3 separate regions of the Gossypium hirsutum genome follow, and regions 2 and 3 are each linked to region 1. Evidence: chromatin contacts called from public Hi-C data. All regions are on one chromosome and are shown on one strand. Each heading gives the region's core, a stretch centred on a gene start, on an enhancer-like site or on the middle of the called end of the contact. The rest is flanking DNA. Distances are from core to core; before and after follow the strand shown.

Region 1 (4,306 bases), core at 955-3,454:
TAAATAGAAAATCTACCTTTTAAGGGAGGGGGCCGGCAATGCCGCTGTTTGCCCCCTTGCTTTTGTCCCTACCCATTGGAAAATCCCTCCCTATATGTTGACTCTCAGCATAGAACTAGAAATAAAACCCCCTACCAAGTGGTTGCTAACTGCACACTGGCTCTCGGTATACTATGGGAGACAAAACTTTGGTTGTTAGAAATCGATCAACTACCTCACAGACAATACTTTAAAGACTTCTTTAGAATAAGTTGACCTGTCGATAAAAATATATAAGCAATTTTTTTAATGGGAAAATTGTTTAGAAAATACAAATCTCCGTACATCAACTTCCCATCGAATGGGAATTTGCCTCATCAATGCCTCGTTTGCTGTCTGAAAAACACAGTTATCTTATAAACAAAAATGGGTATTGTTAGGTTATGCTTAGGAATCAGCACAAGTCTTCCTATTAGTAGGAGACTTCAAGGTTTCCCATGTTCCAAAATACAATTATTTCTAATGATCATATATGCATGTATTCAAGGCCAACCCTGACATATATTGACCTACTGACCAACTAATTTATTATTGTTTAAGCTAATTATTGTTCTAACACAACGATAATAATCTAAGAGAGAGAGCTGAACCTGTGCCTCAAGTGTAGTCTTAAACTGTTGAATACAATTTTGCATATATTGAATTATAGACTCGTTTTGCTTCAACTCCATTTTCATCTGCTGGTTTTCAGTTTGCATCTGCTTGAAGATTGGGAGCATTTCATAGTACTTGGTCTTCACCTGTTCAAGCTCCTCTAGCCTCCTCTTCAATTATAAATAAACACTCATTAATTAATTAAAGACATAAATAAACAATGGGAAAAAAGGAAAGAAAGAAATTTGATGACGGGTTAATCACTGTACTTTAGTTTTCTGCCTGTACTGTACGCAACGGGCGTTATGAGCATCCTTTTGAGCTCGGGTTTTCCCCGATTTGGTACCTTTACCCTCCATTAATGAGCTTCAGTAATATACCACTATTTTCTTCTAACCTTCACTAAGTTTTTGACTTGTTTTCTGTTGTAAAACTTTAGCTGCATCTCGATTTTATTACCCACAATTATCTACTATCAACTATTTTCCGTTCCAAACCATTTGATTTGCCTGAATCTTTCGAAAACTTGATGATTGACTCGAAGTCAACACTTCTAGATAAAGAACAAAACTGAAGAACAGGGGAGATACGAACAAAAGGAAGAAAAAAAAAAGAACAGGGGAGATAGCTCAATAGATAATGATAAACCTTTCTAAAGTCTAAAGGCTAAGAAAAAGAAAGTGATGATCTGAGATTTACGAGGATAAAGTGGCCACTGGCAGCTCCCCCCGTTTATATTAAGCAAGGGAAGGTTGACTAAACTCGCGTCTCATCGCGAGCTCTGTGCTCGCGCGAACATTCCGTATTTAATTTTGTCTCTCCCTTTTTTGGCAGGATTACTTTTGCCATTTAGACAAGCGTAATATATGATGTTATAAAACAATATTATAAATAAATCAAAATATTTCTTTTACGATAATGATATTTATAATAATGAATTCTTATTTTTTTAGGTTTTTAATTTAATTTGATTTTTAAAAAAAATTATGCATAAAATTATATATCACATATAAAATTTAAAATTATTATTAAGTTTCAACCAATTAAAAATACATATTTAAATACATTCGAATTTATATATTTTTTATTGTTACAATAGCATTGAATTAAGTTACGATCAATTTTTAAAGAATTGAATTACAAAAGCTTTTTTTTCGCAATACATGATTTTGTTGCAGGTTTTGATCTTTGGATTCAATAAAAGAAATCTTCTTCAAAGATTTTAAGTTGTAGATTTTTAAAAAATTATTTTGTTTGTAGTCATTATTTTAAAAATTAATTTTCAAATGCATGGTTCTTAAAAAATTAATTTATCAAATATAAATAAAAAAAGTTATTCGCTTTTTGATTTATCTATGCTAAATTAGTAAATTTAATGTAGGAGGATGTAGGTTCGAGCATGCTAGAACTTATTATCCTCCTATTTATGGGTTAGAAATAATTTTAAACATTATGTCAAAAAGAAAATATATGATCAAAATATTAGAAGAAAACTATATAATAAGAATGGTTGAAACCAAACGAATAAATGGATCTGAAACATATAATACATGAAAATTAATAAATTAAAGGCAAAAAGAAAAATTGTGATTCATTTATCCCCCTTCTACTCTTTAAGCGTGGCGTGTCCTATACTATTTAATAAAAGAAATAACACTTCACTTACCCAGCAGCCATATATGACAAATCATTCTCCTCGCGATGATACTCGTACGACGATCTCGTCGGATAGCAAGCGTGGCGTGCCTCGTCGCCACATAACACTCAAGTTTTTTGGAAGTTTCTAATTGTAAGCCAAGGTATTAAACAAAATGTTAAATGGGCAGCATTTTAATACAAGAGGTAAGCAAGGCTTTAGTCTTAAAAATGAAAAAGAAATTGTAATTTAATTTTTTGTAAATGATAAGATTATAAATTAATAATATAATAACTCCTCAAAAATAAAAGTAAAAAAAAAAATAGAATCACAAAAACTTATAAATATCTGAAAAAGAAAGTGAGATACCTGAGTATTTTAGACAATGTGAATATGAATTCCAATTGAACGCTCGCGCGATGGAAACGCTCGCGAAATGGAGATCTAGACTACTTCTTCGAATTCCTTTTTCTTTCTTTAGGATGATAATCAGTTTCTTTTCTTCAAAACCTCAAAATGGAAGAGCAAAAGGGAAAAAAACAGCATCGAGCAAAGATGCAGGGTACAGGTGGCGGTGCTGAAGCTGGAAGCCATTCCAAACGACCTCGTACCGGTCCTGAAAGGCATAAACTGTATCGAGAGATAAAAAACGTAAGAGTGATTCCTTAAACCATCATCGATTTTTTTTCCTTTGTTTATATATGTCTTCATTCAATCCTTGCCTTGTGTTTTCATGACTAAAGTGGATGTTTGAGGAGCTTCAACTCGTCGAAATAGATTATCACGAAAAGCTTCAAGAGTTGGCCGAGAACAAGAATGAGCTGGAGCGATGCAGATCAGAACTTGGAGATAAGGAAAATGAGATCCAACAACATAGGGCAACTCTTGAGGCACAGGTTCTGCACTGCCCATTTCTCTCTCCTTTTACACTAATATGGTGTCATGTCAATAGTACTAATTAACTTAAACAATCATAAATTAGTTTGAATCACATGCTTGGTTTTGTATATACTAATATATGATGATTATAATTAAGAGTATTTTGCAACATGTTTGGTCTTGATTCTTAGATCACATAGTTTCAGTGGAACACGGGAAACCTAGGGTTAAAGTGGAAATAAAGAATTGTGCTTTTTCCCTAAGCATTTATATGATAATTGTGTTTTCTCAGAAAGCAAGCATGGAATTGATGGAGCAAACCGTCGTTCATATAATGGCACACTTGGTACGGAAATTTGTATAGTATTAACCGTTTCTCTCTTTTTCTTACTAAAGATCTGTTGCTTATATATTTTTATAACAATATATTTATTATGCTTTTTACTCAGTACCCAACACTTGGTTAAATCCATGTTATCTTCTAATCGGATGAGTAATTCATTTCTCTTCAATTGCAGGGGCTTAACTGTACTTCTTTTAAGGAGGTATGCCAATTATTTGTATTTAATAATTCTGAGTTTCTGATACATTAGTTGAGTGATGAATAGGGGTGTAATCGAGCCGAGTCAAGCCTGAATACTGTCAAGTTTGAGCTCAATTGAACATCTATTTTTAAGCTCGTTTACCAATTTTTATATTCAAGCTCAGCTCAATAATTAAGCTTAGGGTTAATAATATATATTAAGGGCAACAATGTAATTTAGTAATATAAAAATATGAAAAGTTTGATAAGGCTCGCGAGGCGTTTGAGTCAAGTATTACTAAACTCGTGTTCAGCTCGATAGATAGCTCGAGTTGCTTGAGCTCAACTCAATAATTACCAAATCGAATTCAAATTTTTTTCGAGTTGAACTTGAGTAACTTACAAGCACTAGTGGCTCATTTACACCCCTAGTGTTGAACTTTATTCTTCATTGCAGATGGAAGAACGGTTTCTGGCGCAGAAGTATGTGGGAGATCATCAAGGTTCAGCAACTGTGACCGCCAACTTTCAAACTTCCATGGCTGATTTTTGTCAGCCAATGGGTCTTGGTAATTTTATAAGCCACAAGCCACCCCTTGATTAAATTGCTTAGTGTTGTATTATTGACTTTTAAC
Region 2 (4,306 bases), core at 1,015-3,514, 380 kb before region 1:
GTTCTATGGTAGGATCAACCGTTGGCTTGCTTATTCTGGATGATTTCTTTACATAATTTTATCATCTAAAAAGGATGGAAAATTTTTGTATTCTTTTAAAGTCCTTTGTGGGTAGATCATAGTTTCTATATGAAAGCAATACTACCATTGTGGGAATGGTACCAGTTGCCAACTAGGAAGCAGATTTATAGAGTTAATTCTCTTTTTTAACTCTGATTTACAATAAAGATAATCACTTTAAAATGGACTTTCAGTGTCCGTAGAAAGTTGAAGATTTTCTTCCAGACGTTGGGACCATGAACATTCCAACCTACAAAATGCGTGTTATTCAGAAGCTGACCTGACCCTCAATCAAAGATCAAGTTTTGGTTGTCCAATTCCGCCTCTGATAATATGTTTATCCTATGGTTTTGTAAATTTTTTGTGAACTCCATCTGTTGTGGTGATATTATTTTTCAATCACTTCCTCGCCCATTAGTATGATCTTCCTTGCTCATTAGTATGACCTTCCATGTCCATGAATCCCTTGGTTTTGGCTGGCATTGAAGGATGTCACCTTCTGTGCAATACTTTTTTACCAATGTTTCTCTCAGACGTAAACTTTCTTCGACTAATCTCCACGGCCGTTAGCTAACAGTACTTCATTCATTGTTTGCATCTTTGTTATACCAAGTAGCGATTTCATTTCATCACAAGAAATACTAAAGTATCCACCCTTTCAGATACCTGAAACGGTGGAGGGATCATCACCATGTCATGGGGGGATGATACTCGAGCTCAGCCCAACTCTTAGGCCGAAAGATTATTATTCCTGTTCTTGGTCTTCATCCTACTGGAAAATTGACCAATTGACCGGAATCCCGTGAGAAAAGAGTTTAGAATTTCATTTCAGGTTTGTAAATGGAAAGTAATGTTTCATAGAAAAATATTGTTATGCCAAATGGAACTCAAAACATGGTTGAAGTCTCATAGATAAATTGAAGAACTGAATTGGAACTCGATTTCATTGCCCTCTAAGAAACCAAGCCGTTCAACTACATTTACAAAAAGGATTGCAACCAAACGATAAACGCAAACAGCAAACCAAAATGAAATTTTCTATCTATATTTTTTATTCACTCCAATACTTCTCATCGGAATCTTTATCATCATCGGAATAATCAGAATCAGCATTGAGACTAATCTTAAACTTCCTAACATCCTCCACCACCGCATTTCTGAACAACCCAACATCAACGGCACCGGAAACCATATGATACCCGCGCTTCCCGAGCGCCTCCGGCGGATCATGTGGCATTGCGAAACCGGCCAAGAAGGCTCCGCCGTCTTTCCGGTCGGACTTAAGCACTTCTCTCTCCGCCGTCCTCAACATCTCCCTTACCTTCTTGTGACCCGGGTCCCAGAGGTAACCCAGGCTAGCACTTAAATCCAACGGACCCATTTGAATACAGTCTACCCCTTCAACGGCGGCGATTTCTTCCACTTTTTTTACACCATCTACCGTCTCGACTTGGCACATTATTAACAGATCCTCCTTATAGTTGCTCAGATACCCTTCGTTGATTCCGTAGTTCGAAGCTCTCACCACCGTGTGAGCGGATCCACGGATTCCGTTGGGAGGGAAACGGCAATACGACACCGCCTTTCTAGCGTCTTTAGGGGAGTCGATCATTGGAAACATGATCCCTTGTGGACCAAGGTCAAGGGCTTTTTTGGCCCAAACTGCGGAGGACTCAGGGAGGCGGATGATGGCTGGGGTGTTGGTCGTGGCGACAGCGCGGAGCATTTGGAGGGACTCATGGATTCCCCCGGGGCCGTGTTCCATGTCGATGACTACAAAGTCGTAGCCAGAGAAGGCGACGATCTCAGCCAAAGTGGGGGAGAATGAGAGGAGGAAGATGCCGTAGAGGGTTTCGCCGTTGCGGAGGCGAGATTTGAGGGAAGGCGGGGAGGTAGAAGGGGAGGGATTAGGGGAGCATTGGAGAGGGGAAAGAGAGGAGAATTTGGTGGGGATTAAGGGTTTCAGTGAGGAAATGGAAGGCCTGAAAGAGGGAAAGGAGAGGGATTTGGAAGAAATGATGGGAATACGTTTTCCGTTGGAAATTTTCCGGGCGCCGGCAACGGCACCTGCGGTTGTGTTGGCGAGTGAGGCCATCTGCTGTAGTTGGGTACTTTGGGTTTAACGAAGAAACCCTTAAAAAGTGAAAAATATGAGTGAGTTGGTACTTGGTAAGAGACGTATGCGAGAGTGACGAGTGTTTACCGTAGATAATACGGATTCGTATAATTTATATTTTATAAATTCAGAAACTTTAATTACTATTTATAATAAATTTCAAAGTGAATATATTAACATAAGTTGTTTTTTTAATTTTGTTTTATTTTTTGCTTATATTTTAAAAATGTAAAAAATTAATTAAGCTTTATAATTAACTAAAATAATCAATTAAGCCCTTTCGTTAATGATTTCTATCATTGATCATGTGGACCGTTAAAATAATTTAGACGAATCAATCAAATAGTGACACGTGATAACTTCTGATTTAATTTAATATTTTTCTCATAAAATTATTAAAAAATATTAAAAATTAGAAAACTTATAAATAATATTAAAAATATTAAAATTGATATTAACTTATTAAAATTATAAAAAAACTTATAAAAATCTAATAAATTATAATAAATTATAATAAAAATATAAAATTATTTAAAATATTAAAATTAAAAATGTATTAGAATTATTAAAAAATAATTATAAAATTGTAAATAATTATAAAAAAATATTAAAAATATTAAAATTGATATAAACTTATAAAATTTATAGAAAAAAAAAACATAAAAACTTGAATTGGACCGATTAGCTCAAAATTGGCTAAGGTATCGGTCAAGGGAAAGCCTGAATTTATTAAAAAATAAAAAATCGTTCAACTGCTCGGTTCTAGGTCAACTGGTCTAATAGCTTTCTCTGGATCAATACCCTTGTCAATTTCGATTTAATCAACCCAACCGATTGATTCGATCTAGTTCAAGTTCTTATAATTTTTTTTTATAATTCATATAAGTTTATATCAATTTTAATACTTTTAGTAATTTTATAATTTTTTATGATTTTTATAGAATTTTAATATGTTTTTATAAAATTTTAAATATTATAAATACATTTTATTACTTTTATAATTTATTAGAATTTATTAGATTTTTATATTTCTGATAATATTTATAAGTTTATATCAATTTTCATTTTTTATTATACTTTTTAAAATATTTTTTAAAAAATTATCTTTTTTTATTATTTTTATTATTTTTTTTGTGATTTTGTGATGTTTTTATGAGAAAAAAAATTAGATTAAACTAGAAGCTACCATGTGTCACCATTTGATTGGTCTGTCAATTTATTTTAATGTCCTACATGATCCGTTAACAAAGGAGCTTAATTGATTATTTTATTTAATGATTGGGGCTTAATTAGGTGTGAATTTAATACAAGGTCTTAATTGATTTTTTTTTACATTTTTAAAGATTTTTTAACATATAAACTTTTTATTTTTATGGATAATATTAATAGATGGTTCTAAATATTTGAATCCATCCTCCTCTTTACCTTTTAAAATTTTTAACTCATTAAATTTATTGGTTTCAAAGTAATCATACTTAGATTTAATGAAGATAATTAATTGATTGAAATTTAATTTTTTTGGCTCGTGCTATACACAAGTTTTAATAGCTATGTTAATATTTAATTGATTTATTATAATATAGTTTTAAATTTAATTTTTTTATTTAATTAAATATTTAAAAATAAAAAATAAAAATTAAGTTAGATAAAAAATTGCGAACCTTAAACACAATTAAAAATAATGTAATTAGAAAAAAAATAAGTATAAAACCAAATATATATATTAAAAATTACATACTAGCTAAAATATTTTTATGGGTGCATAACAAATATAAATACAAGAGCTAATTACACTAAACGTTCTCAAACTATAATTAGATTCTAAATTAGTCTCTAAACTTCAAACGTTCTAACAAAGTCTCCAAGTTATCAATATCGTTCCCATAAGGTCTTTCAATCAACAATTTTGTTAACTTTTCTTTTATATAAAATAAAAAGTAATTAGTGTTATAATTAAAATAATTTTTAGATTTATAATCAATTACAATATTATTTGATTTTATTATTTTTATAAAAATAATTCGAATTCTTCCTTTTTATATCGAATAAAAAAATAATGGTTTATATTATAAATAATATTTTATTGCTATTGCGGATGAGAAAATCTGAAAGTTACAACCAGAGATTTAA
Region 3 (4,306 bases), core at 670-3,169, 360 kb after region 1:
TCTCATTGCCTTCAAAGTGAAAAACAAATGCAAAAAATGAGGCAGAAACTCAAACTCAAGCTTTAGAAAACCAAACAGGAAACAACTAATGGCTACATACAAAGGAAATAAATGCTAGAAGTTATCTCTTTACCTGAACTGGCAACATTTCATTGTATATGCCATTTTCTTTGACATAGGAGGTTTCTGGTGGCATTGCCTTCGAAATGAATGCATTACCAGACAAGGGCATTTCGGTTCCAGCAACCAAGTTTTTCCAACTGTTAGACTCTTCAGAGAAGTTAGCACGGTTATTCAAGGCCTCATCCAACAATGGGAAAGATATATCTTGTTTGCTAGTCCCATCCTGGAAATGGGATCCATTTTGATCATGGCCAAAGTCGCTTGCATAAGGGGAATCCATATAGGGCGGCAGATCTTCAAAAAAATGTGAGTTCATTGGTGAGAAGACTTTATAATCAATTTCATCACAATTTGGTTCATACAAGTCTGAATTGCTTCCCAAGAGCGGATATTTCTGTGTTAATAAGCAAGAAAACAGTTCTTGTCAAGAGTCATGGTATAGTCAATATAAAACAATGATGCATGCAACAATGCTAGAATATAGATAACTTGTTGACTTCTACCAAGGTTTCTTCAGCTGCGTGATCTTCTGCATCAGAAGTCATATGACTATTGCAGCAGCTGTCACCCGTTATTTGACCATTTCGCATGGAAGTATCGGGATTCTGAGCTTGTGTCTCAGATGATATGGTATCTTGGAGAAGATCCGATGATGTATCATCATCAGGAGCAGATTTTGTCATGGCAGCCGAACATACGGTTTGTTCAACCTCATCGTACTTCACAATATCATTCTTCTCTTCCGGTTTATGAAACAATCGACATAGAACAAAAGCACTCTGCACCAAGAAAAAGGGTCCAAGTCATATAGTCATTCTTGTTTTTATTTGAATCAAACCCTTAACTAAGAATAGCAAGCCTAAAAATTAAGAAGGAAAACCTGGCCAGGGGCGGTGCCATCAAGGTCCTCTATAGTGGGACGGTACTCATGCATGATCCAGTAAGTACGCTGGCCCTTGGGAGCACGGCCCTTGTAAAAAACCAAAGTCTTCTTCATGCCAATCAGTGATTTTTTAGACTTAATGGTTCGATCCTTACCCGTTGCTTTCCAATATCCTTTATCCGTAGCTCTGTTGGAACGATGGCTGTTCGGGTACTTCCTATCAAGCGGGCAAAAGAAGAACCACTCTGGATCGTCCGATTTTATCACCGACAGTCCTGTATTTAAATTCAACCATCCCAGCAATAAAAATTCAGAATTTAACTAATTTTGGAACATAAAAACTTTTTTTCGCAGAGAGGAATTTCAAAAAAAAAAAACCCGTAAGTTTACCTCAAATTGCAAGTTGGAGGAATCGAATTTATGAAATAAAATGTATATTAATTTCATATATTGAGCGAATAAAGCAAAATTTTCAGCTGACGCTTTGGCTAAGGCTAAGGTATCAAAGAATCAAAACAATACTTAAACCAATAATTTCTTTCTTACGCAAAAGAAAAAGAGAAAAAAAGAAATACCAGGCAAATCCCATGGCTCCCATTTGCAGACATCGATTTCAGGAATGACACCAACCTCGGAATGACGACCGTTGATCTTCAATCTAAGGTAATGATTGATGAGCTCCTCATCAGTCGGCCTGAACCTAAACCCTAAAGGCAACGTTTCCATCGTTAAAACTGCCATCCTTTGCTAGTTTTCAAAAAAATAAATCTCGATTCTGAGTAAAATTGTCTTCTTCTTCTTCAGTGACTATCCAACTAGATTACTTAGGTAGGTAAATTAGTTGATTTTCAGTTGAGAGCTCCGTCGGGTCGCTTTCGTCGTAGGGTAAAGCCGCAAAGCCAAGTAAATGTGATATTGGTTTTTATTAAAGCTTTTTCTATTGGTTTTTATTAAAAGAGAAAAAAGAAAAAAATTATTTTGCCTCGTGCGCCCGGCTGTCTATAATATTGTGATATTTGACCAGAAACTTTTTTATTTGGTTCATTCACGTGCTTTTCTAGTGTTCTATATATATATGGACTAATTGCAACCAGATTTAGATTCTAAAATTACTACTAAACTTCAAAATATATTAATTAAGGTTAAAATGTGCTTCAAGTCCTTGTATTCTTTGTACATATGAACTTTATTCCTCTTACTTTTATTTTAATGAATTTAGTCCCTCTGCTTTTCAGATTTAAAAATACATGTTCAATTGTTAACATGGCCGTGAAGTGAGATTTTCTTTTAAAATTTCAAAATATTGCATCAATAAAGTTAAGAAAAAAATTAACAACTTAATAATTAGATCTAAAATTTGAAATTTAAAAAGTAGAAAGACTTAATTATTAAAAATAAAAATATAAGGACTATGTAAAGAAATCTTAAACTTTGACTGAAAATTGCTTACAGAAAAATTTTGATATTTTATTATATTTGGATGATTCCACGTAATCATTTGATTTTTTTAAAAATCATTTTTCAAAGTTATTTTAAATAAAAATGCATAATAAAAATTATAAAATATTATGGAAATATTGCCGTTTGACAAACTAGTAATGACTATATTATCTCATATAAATTTAATATTAACTTAATTTGAAGTTATAGGTATGATGTTGGACGGTGAAAACACCGGAGCCAAAAGGATAAATGAAAACAAATATTCATTTACACTATTAAAATATTATTACTAAATATTTAAAAATTATCATTTATATATTTAATAATAATAAATTAATAAAAAATATTTTTCAATAAAATATTAAGAATACTATTTAAAAATTAAAATAATTATTAATGTTGAAGTCTATTATCAAAATAATATTATAATATTAGATATCAATATTTTAATATTTTTAAAATGAAAATTATTATTAACATAATAATATTTTACTCAATTCAAATTAATTTTATGTAAATATTATATTACTTATAAGGGAGTTTTTTTCTTTAAAAAAATGGTCTTTTGTTTTTTTTAAAAAAGACAATTTCATAAAAAAAAGCTTATATGTCAAAAATAATCATTAAAATATGCAAAAAAATTCAATTAAGTTTATGCAATAAATTCGCACTCAATTAAGTCCTTTCTATTAACTAAAATAATCAATTAAGCCCCTCCGTTAACGATTCCTGTCATTACTCACGTTGACCGTTAAAATAAATTGATGAACCAATCAGATGGTGACATGCGGCAACTTCTGAGTTAATCTAATATTTTTCCATTAAAATATTAAAAACTTATAAAAATCAGAAAAAAATTTATAAAAATATAAAAAAATTTTAAAAATTTAAATATTAAAAAATATATGAAAATTGATTTAAACTTTTAAAAATTATAAAAAATTAATAAATACTATCAAAAATATAATAAATCTAATAAATTATAGAAAATTATAAAATTAATAAAACATATTTAAAATTTTATAAAAATGTATTAAAATTCTATAAAAATAATAAAACAATAAAAAGTATTAAAATTTATATAAAATCATAAAAAACTGAATTGAACTGGATCAATCAATTGGACCGATTAGATCAAAATCGACAAGGGTACTGATCCGAAGAAAGTCATTAGACCATTTGACTTGGGAACCAAACGATTAAACTAGGTTTTTTTATTTTTTATTTTTCAATCATTTTTATGAGAAAATATTAGATTAAACCAAAAACTATCACATGTCACTATTTGATTGGTCAATCAATTTATTTTAACGGTCAATAACAAAAACTGTTAACGAATGGGCTTAATTGATTATCTTAGTTAACACCAAAGGATTAATTGAGTGTGAATTTAATACATAAACTTAATTGAGTTTTTTTTTTTACATTTTTTATGGGCTTTTTTGAAATATAAGCCAAAAAAAAAGACTTGTTTTCCATTAACTGCTAAACAAATTCGATTGAGGAATCTATTTTTCATGAATATAGAAAATATTTTCCGTAAGTCATTGTCTGCAAATCAAATACAGTCTAAATTTTTAAAGCATCAATATCATATCATATCATATCATATCATATCATTTTGTTATCTCAAATCTAACCCGTCGATAAGCATTAAAATTCAATTCACATTTTTAAATATGCTTATTTGAGTTAATGCCCTCTTGACAAAAAAATCTGATTATGTAGAACTATTTAGAACGTCATAAAATTTTGAGAAAAACATGGCCTATAATTTGAAGATATATGGTGTAATTAACCCAATATATATATTAGAAATGATTATTTATATATCCAAAGAGCTGAATTGAGCCTTCA

What was found. Hi-C and Micro-C count contacts between places; a contact is called where the count stands out from the background.
Region 2: a contact with region 1 is called in a Hi-C map of leaf, with 2.3 times the contacts expected there. The contact joins the promoter of LOC107950715 here to the promoter of LOC107950137 in region 1. A contact is called at or near these places in 3 of 34 Hi-C or Micro-C datasets (all in leaf).
Region 3: a contact with region 1 is called in a Hi-C map of leaf, with 1.9 times the contacts expected there. The contact joins the promoter of LOC107950123 here to the promoter of LOC107950137 in region 1. A contact is called at or near these places in 2 of 34 Hi-C or Micro-C datasets (both in leaf).

The regions. Positions count from the first base shown.
Region 1 is chrD03:35,760,890-35,765,195 of Gossypium_hirsutum_v2.1, forward strand. It overlaps LOC107950137, which reads right to left and starts at 2,205. Exons shown (of 8, transcript XM_016884920.2): 1 at 903-2,205; 2 at 630-803. The coding sequence starts at 992. LOC107950136 reads left to right here and starts at 2,443. Exons shown (of 11, transcript XM_016884918.2): 1 at 2,443-2,920; 2 at 3,013-3,165; 3 at 3,441-3,494; 4 at 3,667-3,693; 5 at 4,129-4,240. The coding sequence starts at 2,786.
Region 2 is chrD03:35,385,257-35,389,562 of Gossypium_hirsutum_v2.1, forward strand. It overlaps LOC107950715 (2-keto-3-deoxy-L-rhamnonate aldolase), which reads right to left and starts at 2,265. Exons shown (of 1, transcript XM_016885636.2): 1 at 944-2,265. The coding sequence starts at 2,155. The coding sequence ends at 1,112.
Region 3 is chrD03:36,121,250-36,125,555 of Gossypium_hirsutum_v2.1, forward strand. It overlaps LOC107950123 (protein NTM1-like 9), which reads right to left and starts at 1,920. Exons shown (of 6, transcript XM_041090022.1): 1 at 1,582-1,920; 2 at 1,004-1,286; 3 at 627-902; 4 at 134-517. The coding sequence starts at 1,604.